5 separate regions of the Mus musculus genome follow, and regions 2, 3, 4 and 5 are each linked to region 1. The links are chromatin contacts, called in public HiChIP or PLAC-seq and promoter capture Hi-C maps. All regions are on one chromosome and are shown on one strand. The core of a region is the stretch at or near the end of the contact, and the rest is flanking DNA. Distances in the headings are between cores, read along the strand shown. Region 1 holds the start of Lrrn3 (leucine rich repeat protein 3, neuronal). Region 2 holds the start of Nrcam (neuronal cell adhesion molecule). Region 3 holds the start of Pnpla8 (patatin-like phospholipase domain containing 8). Region 4 has its middle 33 kb from the start of Dnajb9. Region 5 overlaps Gm33384 (a long non-coding RNA gene).

Evidence for each region. Promoter capture Hi-C pulls out the DNA fragments that hold promoters and counts their contacts. HiChIP or PLAC-seq counts read pairs in DNA pulled down with a chosen protein or histone mark.
Region 2: a contact with region 1 is called in an H3K27ac HiChIP or PLAC-seq map of large pre-B cells, with 7 times the contacts expected there. The contact joins the promoter of Nrcam here to the promoter of Lrrn3 in region 1. A contact is called at or near these places in 2 of 115 datasets of contacts at active chromatin or transcription factors (astrocytes and large pre-B cells).
Region 3: a promoter capture Hi-C map of pre-B cells shows a contact between it and region 1, with 7 times the contacts expected there. The contact joins the promoter of Pnpla8 here to the promoter of Lrrn3 in region 1. A contact is called at or near these places in 2 of 39 promoter capture datasets (hippocampal neurons and pre-B cells) and 4 of 115 datasets of contacts at active chromatin or transcription factors (astrocytes, embryonic forebrain, large pre-B cells and 1 more).
Region 4: a contact with region 1 is called in a promoter capture Hi-C map of hippocampal neurons, with 32 times the contacts expected there. The contact joins the enhancer-like site here to the promoter of Lrrn3 in region 1. A contact is called at or near these places in 10 of 39 promoter capture datasets (the C10 cell line, the HPC-7 cell line, cranial neural crest and 7 more), 2 of 15 datasets of contacts at CTCF or cohesin (large pre-B cells and pro-B cells), 20 of 484 Hi-C or Micro-C datasets (the 63-12 cell line, B cells, the N1E-115 cell line and 13 more) and 8 of 115 datasets of contacts at active chromatin or transcription factors (SST interneurons, astrocytes, embryonic forebrain and 5 more).
Region 5: a promoter capture Hi-C map of hippocampal neurons shows a contact between it and region 1, with 4 times the contacts expected there. The contact joins the enhancer-like site here to the promoter of Lrrn3 in region 1. A contact is called at or near these places in 6 of 39 promoter capture datasets (the C10 cell line, cranial neural crest, frontonasal cranial neural crest and 3 more), 2 of 15 datasets of contacts at CTCF or cohesin (large pre-B cells and pro-B cells), 9 of 484 Hi-C or Micro-C datasets (the N1E-115 cell line, cerebellar granule neurons, cerebellum and 4 more) and 8 of 115 datasets of contacts at active chromatin or transcription factors (SST interneurons, astrocytes, embryonic forebrain and 5 more).

Annotation. Positions count from the first base shown.
Region 1 is chr12:41,484,591-41,487,448 of GRCm38.p6, forward strand. Lrrn3 (leucine rich repeat protein 3, neuronal) reads right to left here and starts at 1,467. Exons shown (of 2, transcript NM_010733.3): 1 at 981-1,467. All of the region lies in intron 4 of Immp2l (IMP2 inner mitochondrial membrane peptidase-like (S. cerevisiae)), which reads left to right.
Region 2 is chr12:44,327,436-44,330,293 of GRCm38.p6, forward strand. It overlaps Nrcam (neuronal cell adhesion molecule), which reads left to right and starts at 1,450. Exons shown (of 31, transcript NM_176930.4): 1 at 1,450-1,661.
Region 3 is chr12:44,267,767-44,270,624 of GRCm38.p6, forward strand. Pnpla8 (patatin-like phospholipase domain containing 8) reads left to right here and starts at 1,388. Exons shown (of 10, transcript NM_026164.2): 1 at 1,388-1,535.
Region 4 is chr12:44,175,835-44,178,692 of GRCm38.p6, forward strand. No RefSeq gene overlaps it. Among named protein-coding and RNA genes, the nearest start is that of Dnajb9, 33 kb to the right of the region's middle. Within about 2 kb of position 1,352, at least 22 of the 459 cell types and tissues checked have an H3K27ac peak or open chromatin away from gene starts, as enhancers often do. A contact at or near this core is called in the HPC-7 cell line, cortical neurons, forebrain and 3 more, where this site is marked.
Region 5 is chr12:43,826,440-43,829,297 of GRCm38.p6, forward strand. All of the region lies in intron 1 of Gm33384 (a long non-coding RNA gene), which reads right to left. Among named protein-coding and RNA genes, the nearest start is that of Gm33384, 24 kb to the right of the region's middle. Within about 2 kb of position 1,507, at least 50 of the 459 cell types and tissues checked have an H3K27ac peak or open chromatin away from gene starts, as enhancers often do. A contact at or near this core is called in SST interneurons, astrocytes, cortical neurons and 3 more, where this site is marked.

The DNA.
Region 1 (2,858 bases), core at 217-2,716:
CTCGTGATCATAGCCTGCTTTCACTAAGATTAGAGGCACAGAAACAAGGACATATTGTTAAAAATGAATAAATTAAAGCCGAGTTAAGCCACCCGGCTCAGTGAGAGCAAACAGTCTTCATAAATAGGAAATGTACTTTGAAGCCATACTACCGCGATGCTGTTCAATTACCAAAGGTGACTAGAGCTCTCCTGGTTCATCTCCTGGTTTCCCTAGCATGGTAGCTTCCTGGGCTGCATTAGCAATCAGACGCTTGCACTGTCCCCTCAGAGCAGTGAGGGGATGGGATGTTATTAAAGGGAAGTCATTTACCACAATCGGGAAGATGTAGCCTGGCAGAAATTCAATACCGGTTTGTGATATGCTCATTCTGCTACTCTGCCTGGTGCCCTTCACTCCTGACACACTACAGCATCCCCCTTAAATCTTCATCCCTTGGGGCGGGCTGGGGGGTGGGGGGACAACGCCTCATTGGCTTCAGAACAGAGAAATATGAGTGATCTGCTTTTCGTTACAAGAGCTGTGGGGGCAAAGGACCCTGATTTTTCCATCTCCCTCTGTTTCTCTCTCCTTCTCCCCTCTCTCCCGCTGCCTCCTCTGCCAGCCTCTCTGTCTCCTTCCCCTCTCTCTCCCTGCTTCTCTCTTGGTCCTTCTGTTCTCTTTTCTCTGCCTCAGTCCCCGTCTCTTCTCTCTCCCTCCTCTCTCTCTCCTCCCCCGGCACTGCTTTTCTCTCCCACTCACATCCTCTGATGGGCATTCAAGCTAGTAAAATGCCTGCTTGAGAATCCCACGAACGCAGCTAGGCACACACAGAGCCGGCGGGGTTTGCATGTTCACTCAAAAGTGAAATGCAAAGAAAAATGCCCTTAGAATTCAGACAAGGGGAAAACATCAAAGGAGAACTGATGTGTAAAAACTCCGGCACCAACAAAAACACGAAATAGGGAACATTTAAACAGATAGGTATATTTTAAACTTACCTTGCCTTAGCAGATGCAGGGATAGCCCTCCTCCGGTGCCCCTGCTTGCTCAGTTCCTTGGCTGAAATAATCACATGGCTGTCTTCTTGCCCCAGTATAAATAGGTGCATATGTATGTGTAATAAAGTACACACAATTACATACTATAGATATGCACACATGCAAGCAATGGTGTCTCTCTTTCTCTCTCTCTCTTTTTCTAAAATATAAAGGAAGGCAGGAGCCTGCAGCTAGGATTCCTTCTTTTGACTGGAACTCTCTCCGGCAGCAGCAGGCTGAGCCTCTCAATCCCGTGAAGAGAGATCCTGCTAGCTGGCGTTATTTCTCCTCGTTTCCATGGTGGTTAGTGGTGCATCGTTCACCAGATCAGTTGTCACACTGACACGGTGCTGCCTGCTCAGCGGTCATTAATAACTGAACACCCTCCACTCCCCAGAGAGGAGCCAATCGCTTCAGACTGCCAAGATGTAGCACTCGCAGCTGCTCCAGCCTGGTTGGCTGAAGCAGCCTGTCTGTCCTATGACAGTGCTGCTTAGGGTACAAATAAATGAAACAGGCTTGCATATTTTTCCTTGGAATCATTTTCTTTCCTGTTTTTTCTTTTCCTTTTGGAGCAATGTGCAGCGCTTTTCAACAAGTTCTCCCATTTGGAATGTGATCAGTCATTTGGAGAAACGGTGGGGTTTTTGTTTGTTTTGTTTTTCTGTTTTTCATTTCCTCTGAGATAAGACAGGAAACACTTATGAACAAGGATTTCCTGAATATTAAAAATACTTGATAGTGACTCTGCCTCCCTGTCTGTGAAGTTCAGCAGTGGCTTTACATTTCAGCCTGCAGCCTGCAGCTCTCCTGCCCCTTGTTTGTTTCCCTACAGATCCTACTTAAATCAGCCTATGTGCATGCAGCTAATAGCCTCTCTCTCTCTTTCACTCTCTCTCTCTCTCCCTCTCTCTCTCCCTCTCTCTCTCTCTCTCTCTCTCCCTCCCTCCCTCCCTCCCTCCATTCCTTCTTTCCATTTTTCTTGTTGGTACTTTGTGTGTGGGTTTATTTTTTGTTTGCGTATTTGTTTAGGTTTTACAATGACATTTCTTAAAATTACAACAAATATTTGCTTCTCCAATACTCACAACAATGGTATGTAAGGAGAAGCATATACAAAATAAACTTTTCCAATTATAACTACTTATCTATACATGGTATAACAAATCTGATGCCACACATCGGACATGTGTTGTATGTGGCATTGCTTGTGCCTGCATCCAGATGTACATGTATGTGTGTGTGTGCGCCTGTGTATGCGTTTTAGATGTATGATTTATTAGTAATAACTCAGGGATCCTTTCCTCTACAATAGACTGAACAGTTAAATTATCTCTTTTTGCACTTACGGCTATCAACTCTGAATGGCTACTTAACTAGGAAAATGTTTTCAATAGGAATTATATGTAAAACATTTGGAATATTTAGACTAGAAATCATGCCAGCGTGGTCATGTGTTCAGCTCCAGAACAACCATGACAAATAGAAGAATATAAGGGCATGCTTTCCAGACAGTATACTAGAGAGACCTCCTGAGAGGAGTGGAACATGGGAACAATTTTCAACAGGTCCAAAGCTGCCTTATCTGAGTCTCCCCTTGCTTTGATAGACTGCCCTCTAGTGGAGGAAAAGGAAATGGCATTTATTAGATTTACTGGGGGAGGGGGGAATAACAACAAAAAGCAAAAGCATTAGCACTAATTGTTTCTTAAGGTGTCGTTGAAGTGACTTAAACCGGTGTTCTGCGCCATGACCGTATGCCTGGAAGCTTAGCCTCACTAACATTGTCTTTTGACCACCAAACGCTTTCATGTTACAGTTTTCTTTACAAAAGCAAAC
Region 2 (2,858 bases), core at 200-2,699, 2.8 Mb after region 1:
TAGGCACATGCTTGGTTTCAGAAAATTTGAGGTCAAGTTGTCGGGTAGTCTCCCTGAGAGGCCTGCAGTATGGATATGGATTAAGAAACTTGGTTGAGAAAATCAGGCAAAGGGAGAAAAAGAGAGAGGGGAGGGGGAGATAGGACTGAAAAACAGAGGAACGTCTAAAGCCTGTTCACCCCAGGTACCACTGGAGGGCTCCATGGCTCTCTACGGAGGTGCTCCTCACGGGAAGAGACATTCTGTGCTCTGTCCTTGACACAGCATGGCACAGTGGTTAAGACTATGGGTTTCGGGATCAAGTGTGAATCGTAGTACTCTTTGAAGCTTTGAAGTACTTTCTTTTATGAAGGGGATCCTGTATGTTTGGGCAGTAGGAGAAAGAAGAGACACTGTGCACATGAGTGAATGTGGGTTGAAGCTTAAGTTCAAAGTAAAGTCACAGCAGGGCAGAGGAGCTATCAAGACTCTGAAGCATGGCCCGGGCCAGATCTGTTTTTATTCATGAGTGCCAATCTAACACCTATTCTGGAGGCTGAAGGTAGAGGCTGAAGAGAGCTTCCAAAAGTAAATGGTCCAGCTGGGTAATACCAGGCTGACTGTACCCGGGCCTGCAGAAGGAAGTAGGCCCAGGTAAGAGGCTATGTGCCTTGGACACCATCATGCTGGAAGGGGTGAGGGTCCTGAAGAATCTGAATTGTGTAGTATGCAGTGGGTTTACTCAAATTCTACATATTCTTTTAAAAAATTCTACACACTTTTGCATTGAAAAAACAAACAAACAAACAAACACAAAACTTGTATAATACTCTGCAATCTGAAAAGCTTATGTCAACTACTCCAGAAACCCAATCCCTACTGAAAGTAGCATCCGCTTACACGCTAAAGGGACCCTTCCTCAAGTGTATTTGAAAATGACAGTTGTAAAACTATAAACCAGTACCCAACCCATGCCAAGTAGAGTTTGCAAAAGCACGAAATACTTTAGAGGAATAGAAGAGAGGCGGAAGGATTGGAGGTGAGAGGAGGGCGGGAGGGAATGTGTGATCCGGATCCATCCATCACACTCACACGGAAATCTAAACCAAGGAGAGTGGCATTTAAAACACTGGTTTTCTGGAACATCTTCTGTAGACACATCCCAGTCACCCATTCCCCTGAACACTCAAGTCCTGAGTTCCTGGCCCTACAGCCACCACCTCACCCGGTGCGTGGTGGCAGAGGTCCGGAGTAGCGCGACCTCTCAGGTGAGAGGCCACCCAGTCCTCAAGGCGCTCAAGGCCGGAGCCCATTCGCTGCAGCCTAAGCTGTGGGTGGGTGGGAGGGGGTTAGGCCGGAGGGGAGGGGGCGGGCGACGCCCGGTGAGTGCGGGGGAGGGGGACGCGGGGACGCTAAGAGAGTCGGGAGGGGCCTGAGCGCGACGCTGGGTATCGCCGGGAGCGGAGGGCGGGAGCGGCGAGGACGCGCGCTTCGCCTGGGTCGCTGGCGGACGCGCGCCGGAGTCCGAGCCTGAGACGCGCGGGCGCGAGGGACCGTGCAGAAACGGAGACTGGGGCAGCTGGAGGCGACAGCTTCGGAAGCTTCGGAAACACGCACGACAGCTGGGCTCCGGGGTCTTAGGCAGTAGCGCCCCGGCAGGGAGGTGGGCGCGGCACGAAAACGTGAGTAGCCCTGGGTGTGTCTGGCGGTTGCATTAGTGACATTCTGTCCTGGTGGGTGGACGCGGCTGGAGCAGAACAAGGAGCCCGAGGCTGCCGCGTTGTCACTCAGACACTGGCGCCCCGGCTCAACCCGAGCTCTTGTGGGAGTCTGGCAGCACTTGCAGCTTGGGAGAAAGAGGTCGGCGACTTCGTTTTCTCTTGCAAGCCCTTGACATAGTCGGGGCGCTGGTTGGAAAAAGGAGACGCACGCCCTGGGAGGACGCGGCTTCGACCCCCGCAGCTCGGGTACCACGGGCGAGAGCCCACCAGCTCCTTGGGTCCCGGGTTAACTTCAGCCTCTCTGGAAGCCCTGACTAGAGGTCTGCCTGTGGACAGACCGGCATTACACAGCTTTCTGGGCTGGGACGCAGTGGATGCAGTGTCACAAGACAGGGTCGCCCGGCGGCGAAGCGCGACTGAGTCCCGCTGGTCGCGCTGCAGCGTGCGCGCGTTCGTGTCCCCACGGACACATCTGGGCGTGGGCTTTGTTCAGATGTGCTCACACCTGGGCGAATCGCCGTGAGCGGGCGGGGGGCGGGGGAGGGGAATCGGCGATGCTGACTGCCCACCTCGGCTTTCTCAGCCCTGGCGAGGACTCAGGGAATCAGAGGGGAACAGGATAGACACCAGGGATGGTGCGCTGGGGACACTTGCTTTGTTGGCTTCCAGGTGAGGGCCGTGACAGTTCCCCCACCACACACAGCCTCTGTGGACAGGGGCTTCTCAGGGCTGGTGTACCGGGTTTGGGACAGACTGGGAAGAGCCTCTGCCCTGAGCAGGCTCTCAGGGTGGGATCTGACTACAGCTTCGCCCGGGAGTACTGTGGTGAGCCTGGAGTGACTGCCCGCGTTAGAGCATCATCTAGCTGCGAGCGCCATCTGTGCCCGGCACCGCCCCGGGCCCTCCAGGCAGCGCGGGTGGGCGCTGCGGCTCTCTGGTTCCCGGGGTGTGTGGATCCGGCTACTCTCGGTTCACATCTGCCACGGCACAGAACAGGGACCGGATTTCACAGTAGGCAGAGCTAGGGAGTCATTCTCTGAGAAGTGTTCTCTGGATAGCAGGTGCAGCACGAGTTCCCTGAGTCCACCGGGCTGGTAGGCAGGTCATTTCTTTCCCTTTGCTCCGGGCTACCTCTTCACATCCCTGATGCTGGCTGGA
Region 3 (2,858 bases), core at 138-2,637, 2.8 Mb after region 1:
GGTTCCTTTTATGACTTTTCACAGTACCTGTCATCTTTTGGCCTCTGCCTTGGACCTATCTAAGTCCAGTGTTAGGAGGAATCGTCTAAGTTGATATGAAATTAATCCCCACTCTTGGTATCTGGTCATTCTCATCTTCTCTCACCAAGAATCTGCTTCTTTTCAGCAAGAATGTCTGTTACCTTTGACGTGATGTCATTTCTTAGTAATCTTCCATCCAATGACCACCCCCTTTGCCTACTGTTCTAAACTCTACTCTTTGTTGTGTCAGAACCTGGAGCTGACAGCTCACTATGGTAATAGTTCTGACCTTCTACCATTTCAATAGTGTCAGGGTATTTTAATATTAGTAAATTAATAATAAAAAAATCAAGAGCTAAAGTTATTTCCAAGCCTTTCTTAATTTTTGGAGTACATATTTGAGCTGTTGTGAGGCTATTTAACAGCTAATACACTGCTAGGGTTTACCAGACAGTATGGTAGACACAACCCAATATCATGTGTTAACCAAATGCCTAGTATGCTCATTTACTCTTTTTTCTTTTTTTTCTTTAATTTTTAGGGGAAAGAAACGTCAAGGTCTCCTCATGTAGCCTGCTCTCGCCTCGAGTTTATAGGCCTACTACATTTTTTACCTTTGTAATGTTTAACCTCTGTAATCCAAAGCCCCTTAATTAAAAACTGTCAGTGAATCTGGCAGCACATGTAATGCCCTTCCTAAAGGGCTTTACAATCATTTTCATTTTAAGGGCTGGCCCTCTGCTACTCTTGAAGGTGAACACTGAGGTCCTAATCTGATGGTCTAGTTAACTAGATAGCACTAGACCTGTGGCGGGTTGTAGTTTGCCTCCCTGGTATACAAAAATTTCAACGTGTTGATTACAAGACCATCAAAGGGGTAGTACACGCTAACTCCCACAAGATGGTATATGACAAAGAGCTTTTAAGTTGACAGACCCCGTAGCTGTTCTAGAAACAAAGAGGAGGTATCACCACAGCAGGATCACAGGGTCCAGCCAGGCTGCTCACATCCAGGCTGCGGTTAAAGCGGTTCCCTGGAACCTAGGCAACACAGCGCGCGCAGAGTCTTCTGGCACGCTCAGCCCAGCTGAACTTATTTCTGAACTATTGGTAACCCGCAAGCAAGCAACCAGGCACTCTACTCTGAGACAGCGCTGAGATTAAAAGCCATTGATCTCCGCCTAACCGTCACAACAGATCATAAAAGTAGCACTTGCCCCTTCCGAAGCGGTGCCTCTCCCAAGCACTCAGCTCCAACAAACTCCCCGCCCCTCCCTCTCTCCACAGCCACGCCCTATTACGTAGGCTTAGGAGGGCAGAAGGCAGAAAAACAGGCCCTAGAGCTTGCGTCACTTCCGCTGGGGGCGGGGCGTAGCGGTGGGTGGTGCTGGTCACGCCAGTGTTTGGGGTCCGGGCGCCGCAGCTGCGAGCAGGCCGGGCGGGCCGATGCGGACCTCAGAGCTGGCGGGAGGCGAGTGGCGGCCGCGGCGCCCGTGACTACTGCCTGCGTCCCGGTGAGTGGCCGGAAGGCGGCGGGGTGGCAGGTGGCCTCCGTGGCGTGGGCGCTTCGCCGGGCTCTCCCGCGGGCGTTTCGGAGGCCCGATACGCAGGCCTCGGGGTCCTGGCGGGCGCTTGGCCCCGACGCCCCGATGCCGCGGGCGTGGCCGCCGGGTGTTTTGGTTGGTTGCGCCCCGCCCCCGCCGGTGGTCCCGCCCAGCCCCTCTCTGCAGTGGCACGCCGGGTCCTGAATGGGCTGTTCTCTGGCAGATCACTGGAGACGCGACGTTTTCTCTGATCTACCTCGACCTTGACTGGGCAGCGTGTGCTTTGTGTTTTGGTGGCTGGATATTTTTACTTCTCAGCGATTTGCTTTTTCTTCCCGTCCTATCCCAGTGCGCTGTTGCTTAAGCAGAACCAGATGCGCGTCCCTTTTAAAAGATGAAAAAAACTGTATGAGTCAGCAGGTTGCAGAGCCTCTTGTCACTGTCATTTCTGTCATGATGCTGGGGGCGGGGCGGGGGGTGGTACGACCAGTTTTCACGCCCATTACAGCAATAACTTTAAAGAAAAGTGACCTTCAAGGAATATCTTAGGAGATAGATGTGACATAAGCGGCTATCCTAGAATGCATTTAAAATTACCATTTTCATTTCCAAGTTGTATTATGGACCGAATTCCTGATTGTCAAAAATATATTTCAGGTTCTCAAGGCGGTTCATTACCACAAGGAAATGGGAAGAATGTTTTTAAAAAGTGAGGATTATTATAAAAGTACATAAGAGTGAATTGAAAAGCTTATGTTTTAGTGAAGCAGTCAGTTGTACCAAATTCCATATAGCTATTTTGTGAAATTCGGTATGCATATTAGATGAATCTCCAATATAAAGACCTCGCTTCATAGTTTTTGCTAATTGTTCTATTCTCTATCTTGTTTTGTATTTCTCCATCTAATTTTAAAATCTTGGTAACAGTGGCCCTCTTCATAATGATGTCAGATTAGTGAAAAGGTCAGCTGCACTAGTCTATATTAATACATCCATACTTTCCCATGCAGAATTGATACAAGAACAGTCTGTACTTGAAGTTGTTTTTTTCAGCCAGTAAAGATGGGATTTGTTACTTTATTTGGGGCACATAACGTTTGTGCAAAGGTCAGAGCTAGACTCTTGTTTCACCTCCAGTTCCAACTCACTCCCAATCGCTTGTATTTTATTCGGTTTACTATCCTTTGCTTTTAAGAGGATCCTTTCCTTCAGTGCTTCCTGGTTTGCTTGAGTGCTTTTCTTCCTGTTCCTAACTTTGGGTACCACTCAAAGTTCTATCCACATTGTTCTCCT
Region 4 (2,858 bases), core at 102-2,601, 2.7 Mb after region 1:
CCTCAGTCCTCCAGGAACTCTGATAAAGACTGCGGTAGGCAACTACTAGGGGGCACAGAATGAGAAGTCAGGAAATATTAACAGCAATTCATTATATTCTATATAACAGTTCATAATTATATTCCTTCCCAGGAGAGCTAGAGATGTATATTTAGCAGCAGACAGGGCCATGTCCCTCACAAGATTTGCTGCCAATACATACATCTGTCAGTTGATTTACATATAACAAAAAACAACTGAAGCTATAATTTGTGTTCATGATAAACATAGATTTGGAAGACATTTGCTATATCCTTCCTTTTTGCTTACTTAAGCACGGGGCAAATACAAAAGACACTACCAGAATTTGCTTAGAATTGAAAGTAGGGATTGTGGGCAGGGTTGTGAGTGTGTGAAACATTGCCATTTCTATTGTAATCCTGGAACCATCATTTTAAATTGTGAACTGCGGTTGTTGTGCACCAAGGAGCAGGAGCCTTTCCTGATGGGAAGGCATTGGCAGGAGGCGTCATTTGTCAGGGAAGAAAGGAGCATAATTCAAAGGGAAAGTTGCCTTGCCCAGCCTGGGAACTTAAAACAAATGAAACAAAACTCCAGCCTTTGATTCAGGGCCAGGGAAGCACTCCTGACCCTCCAGTGACAGGAAGTTGCCCCCACCATGTCTCGCTTCCTCCTTGAGGCGCTTCCTCCTTGAGGCACGAGACAGCTAATGAGGAGCCAGAGTTAGATGAGGGTGGGCGCAGGACACTGTCAGGGAGGTTTCGTGACTTGATTGTTTCTTATGTAGTCTGTGGTGGTCTCTGGAATGCATCATTCTCCTCACGCTCTCCCCTTGCTTTCTCTCCTGATCTCAGGCTCTGCAAAAGTACAGATTGCATCCAGTGTGTGTGTGTGTGTGTGTGTGTGTGTGTGTGTGTGTGTGTGTGTGTGTGTGTTTGCTTCTCCTTCCTGACATTCCCTGCTACTTCTTTGTTGCAATTTCTACCCTAGAGCCTCTCTTCACAAACTTGAATCTAACGCAGGCAGCAGGCACGTTATAATGAGTTACCCATTCATCCATTCCACTATCTTTTGAACAAATATTCATTTACAGCCTGTGATGGATGAGCTATTTGAGAAGGGAGAAAACCCAGTCTACCATGCACCCCTCTGCCGTCCACATTTCTAAGAAATTCCAAAACCTCTGCCCCTAAAACAACCATATACACTGTTTGCAGCTATGATCTAGATAGATATATAAAGAGAAGGTATTCCACAGAAATTACAAATCTATTCTAACAATGTTCTGCGCATCCTGGCTGGATGCTACCCTCCTCCTTTAGTAGCTAAGTAAAATGAACCAGCAGAGCAAATAGAATCTGGTGCCCATGGCAACCTGCATTGCTGCTTTGAACTTGTCAATCCGCCACAAGGAAATCACATTAATGGGATGTTTTTCTGCTACAAATAGCTTTTGCTTTCACATTTTAATTACAGTGCTAGATTTTTTTTAATCTCTAAATTCTTCAAAAACATGAGCAAGAGAGATACTAATATTGTTTCAAAAATGTTATTTAAGTTCTGCATAATTGGGGGAAGGAGACTAGATAGAAAGAAAGAAAAAAAGGCAATGCAGTCGTGTTCCCCTCTATATATGACATGGACAGGAAAAAGTCTTAAGCAAATAACCTTTTAGCTTTTTGTTTTTTAATTTCTAAAAATTGGTAAAACCAGAGATGACAATATGCACCTCACTGAAGTGTCAGGGCTAATGTCTGCAAAGTGGTAAGGACAGCATTACAGCTGATCACTTAGAACTGATGATTAATGGGAGGTAGGGGAACTTGGCTTTCAACTTGGCTCTAAGCTACCTCAGTCAGTCAGTATCAGTCAGCAAAGGAATTCCTTTTGGCTCTCTTTCATTACTTAAGTGTGGACTGTGTCTGGAGAGTTTATGAGTAACTGAATAATTTCATGAATATGACAAAATTACGCGAATTTCTACCACTGAGAAAGCCACAAAATGGGAGATGGCTTCTATGTGCCACTGTACCGAAGGGAAACTCCAAGGAAGATAAAATTAAGCAACAGCAACAAGAGAAGAACTCAGGGCATTTTACTTAAGCCATTCCACAGTTTCCTTCATTCTTACTGGACTAAAAACTGGGCATATGACACAGAGCGGTTAGAGACCACACTTGTGATGCAATTGATAAGCTGGTAGTATCTTTGTCTTTCTAATTATTATTATAGTCCTGGGTTGTTGTTGTTGTTGTTGTTGTTGTTGTTGTTGTTGTTTAGACAAATGGAGAAAGCAATCTATGCAACATTTAGGAGCCCACTTCCATGCTCTGAATTTATTCTCTTTGCAACCTATAGGTAAGAAGGATTATAAACACAGGCTATGACAGAGCTCTAGACTCTCTGGATCTTACTTTTCAGGAAGAAAGATTCAGTCTCCAGAATTGGCTGCTTTGTTTCCCGGCTTGCTCTTTGAACCCATTTTATTAAGGTATCATTGATACCCAAAGAACTGCTCAACGTGTCCAATCTGATGTGTACATCCCAGCTCATGTGATTGTCATGGCAATTGTCGACTACTTTCTGGAATATTTCCTAGGGCATTGTTGACTGGAGACTTAGACCAGCCTTAGAAGTTTCCCAACAACCACTGCCACCTGAGTAGGTCTTCTTAGTAGAACCATTCTCATAGACAAACCAGAGCCCAGAGAGTGAAGGGTGGAAGCACAAGGGAACTAGCATCACCGCTCATCAGTTCATAGTTTGCTCTTAACCCCTGACATTTAGAAAAATTATGGACAGGTCCTATCTACTCTCAAACCAATCATATCATATCGAAGAAAGATCTCTCTGAGTGT
Region 5 (2,858 bases), core at 257-2,756, 2.3 Mb after region 1:
TAGTATTTTTTCCAGATATCCTAAAAAGTAGGTCAAGAAAAATAAGTTTTATCAATATAAAAAGGATAGCATTAGTACATACAATGTTATCAAATCAAGTGCCAGACCCAAGTCTGGTATTAAAATAACATTAAAATAACAGGATGCAAGGCAAAAAGACAGATAGAAGCTGGCTGGCTGGCTGATGCATGTTCTGCTGAGTCAGAGTTTGTGTTATATAGACTAATAGTTTATAGAGGGCAGTGACTTCATTTTACATTTTAGTACTTACTGCAGTGTACATACAAACTCAGAAGTATTCCGAAGCAGACTATAACTTTAGCCAGTCTTTTAACTGTTCTCATACAAAAGCATAAATATTTATGTAGATACATACATATGTACACATATGTGCATGTCTATGAAAAGATACGTATCACATAGTGTTGCTTTGAAAATTGAGATAATGCATGCAAATGGCTTACAGTACTTATTAGCCTTTGCCACATAATAAAAGCTCATTATAAAATGCATAATAAATTTGTTAATACCAGTATTTAGGTGTGTTAGTTTCCCAGAGCAATTGAAACAGTAAATCACAAATTATGTGACTTAAAATAAATATATATTGTTTCACAGTTCTAGAGTCTAGACGTCCAAGATCGAGTATTTACAGGATAATGCTCTCTCTGAAACGTGAAAATTCTTTCTTGGCTCTCTCTACTTCTAGAATTTGCTGGAAATCTTTAGCATCCTTTATCATATGCATGTGTGACTCCAATCTCTAGCTCTATGCTGTGTGACTTTTCCTAGGGAAAGAAACAGATGTAGCTTTACCTCAGATAGGGTACCAACAACAGATGGAAGAAATGATTCTATTCAAGTCTAACTTGGTGAACCAGCATTTATTGTGGTTAGTTACAAGTGTATAGATGAAGGTTATTTATAATGAGAACAGATGAGTCAAAAGCAGCTGCAGCCCTGAAATGCCCACTCCAGCATGGGCGATGACTCATGAAGGCTACATCCCTTGTAGCTCCCTGCATAACTTGCCAGCAGCTCAGTGGAAGCTTCTCTTCCCCCAAAACTGTTTATATAACCTTGCTGAGGAGCCTTGTGATTATAACTGTCAAGAGATTGCTGAGAAAGATGTGTTTCCTTATTTCCCTCCTCCCACTGATTTAGATCTTTGAGAGCAAGAGTCTCTCCTGGCTCGGGGGAGCTTAACTCTGGGGGCTAAAGTACAGGAACAGGAACGTCAACAGTCACCAAAGCTGCCCCAAGTCAATGCAGTTTGTTGGCTCACAATAGTGAGGAAAAAAGATGCAGACAAAAGAATGAGGAAACTATTAAGAAAAGTAAAGACTCCCCAGAGTGGAAGGAGTCCAAAACAGGAAATACCACTGTTTGGCAGTGGGTGTGGGGGAAAGAAAGAGTGGGAAAAAACCCTTCATCCCACCAGAGTTCAGGTGCTCTGGGTGGGCGGATCTGGGAGGACAGCCGCAGGCTTTCCATGCAGCTCCTGGTGGGTGTCTGGCTGTGGGAAGGCACTGGGCCCCTTCTCAGCCGGGGGTGAACAAGGGGCAGTCCTAGGCAACAGGTTCTCAGTCTTGGGCATCCCAGCCACCACTGGACGCTGCCACAGAAGAGCTGAGAACAAATGAGGGGCAGCTGGGTCATCCCCAGGGCTGAAGGGCAGAGATGGCAGGGAGAGCAGGGGCAGTGAGTGGTTCCCACACAGTCGAGAGTCCTTGGTGCGGTCCATGGCTGGAGCCCAGGAAGGCCTTCCAGTGGGAGGTTAGACATGCCTTGTTAGGGAAAAGCCTATCCCATTGTTCAATCACTGTGGGTCTTGATGAGCAGAGACAGTCTGTGGTTTTAGAGCTTTACTATAGAAAGGCAGGGAGAAAGAGAGAAGATAGAAAGAGGAAGAAAGGCTGGCCATGGCCGTGTGGAGAGAGAGGGAAGGGAGGGAAAGAGAAGGGCTAGAGAGTAAGAAAGGTGAGAGCTTAAAGAGAGTGAGGAGGGGTCAAGCAGCCCCTTTTATAGAGGGCTGGGCTATCAGGTAACTGTGGGGGTGGAGTCTAGCCATAATGCCAGAAGCTTGGGACATTGTCTGTGTGACTTATAGTCACAGAATTATGGAGTTGGGGGCTCTGTCTCTGGGAACATGGCTTGCTTTTCCATTCCTTGTAGCGTTTTCTACTGGGTCACTGGAGCGAACCTCTTTCAACCAAAATAGGCTGCCTTTCACAGCCCTGCATACCACCAAGCTGCTGGACCTGGGGCTTTCATGAACCTTGTAACAGAAAACTGAACACAAATCAAGCCAAAGGGGCTCACATGCTCTATGCTTCTGTCTCCCAATCAGGGAGACACTCACTCAGGGAAATGGTCTTGAGTTATGGTCACCACTGTTCATTTTCATTTTGACCTTGGTTTGTTGTGCCAGACACTGACCTTGGCTGGGTTTGGTACCCATTAATTAAATCATGATTTCTTTCTTCTTACTTGTATGTAACCAGCTTATATATTGCCATGGACTCCTGTCTTAAAACCTACAGGAAATTAATTCTTATCACAGTTTCTAAGATGGAGCCACATTTTTCTTACTCATGTTTACCTTACTCTCTACAGAATGATCTCTTGTCCATAATATAAGAAGGACTTTAAGAATATGTCCTTGCCCACAGTTCATTTCTGTTTATTTCTGTTAGATACACAAATATGTGAAAGGACAACTGTGCATAGTGTTAGGGTCCTTCCTTGGAACCAGCCACAGTCTGTAGATACTGCCTGTATTGAACCAGAGGTACATCCTTTTCTTCTGGCCAGTAGAGCTACGTCATACCCACCTGCAGGTCCTCTTACTTACTACC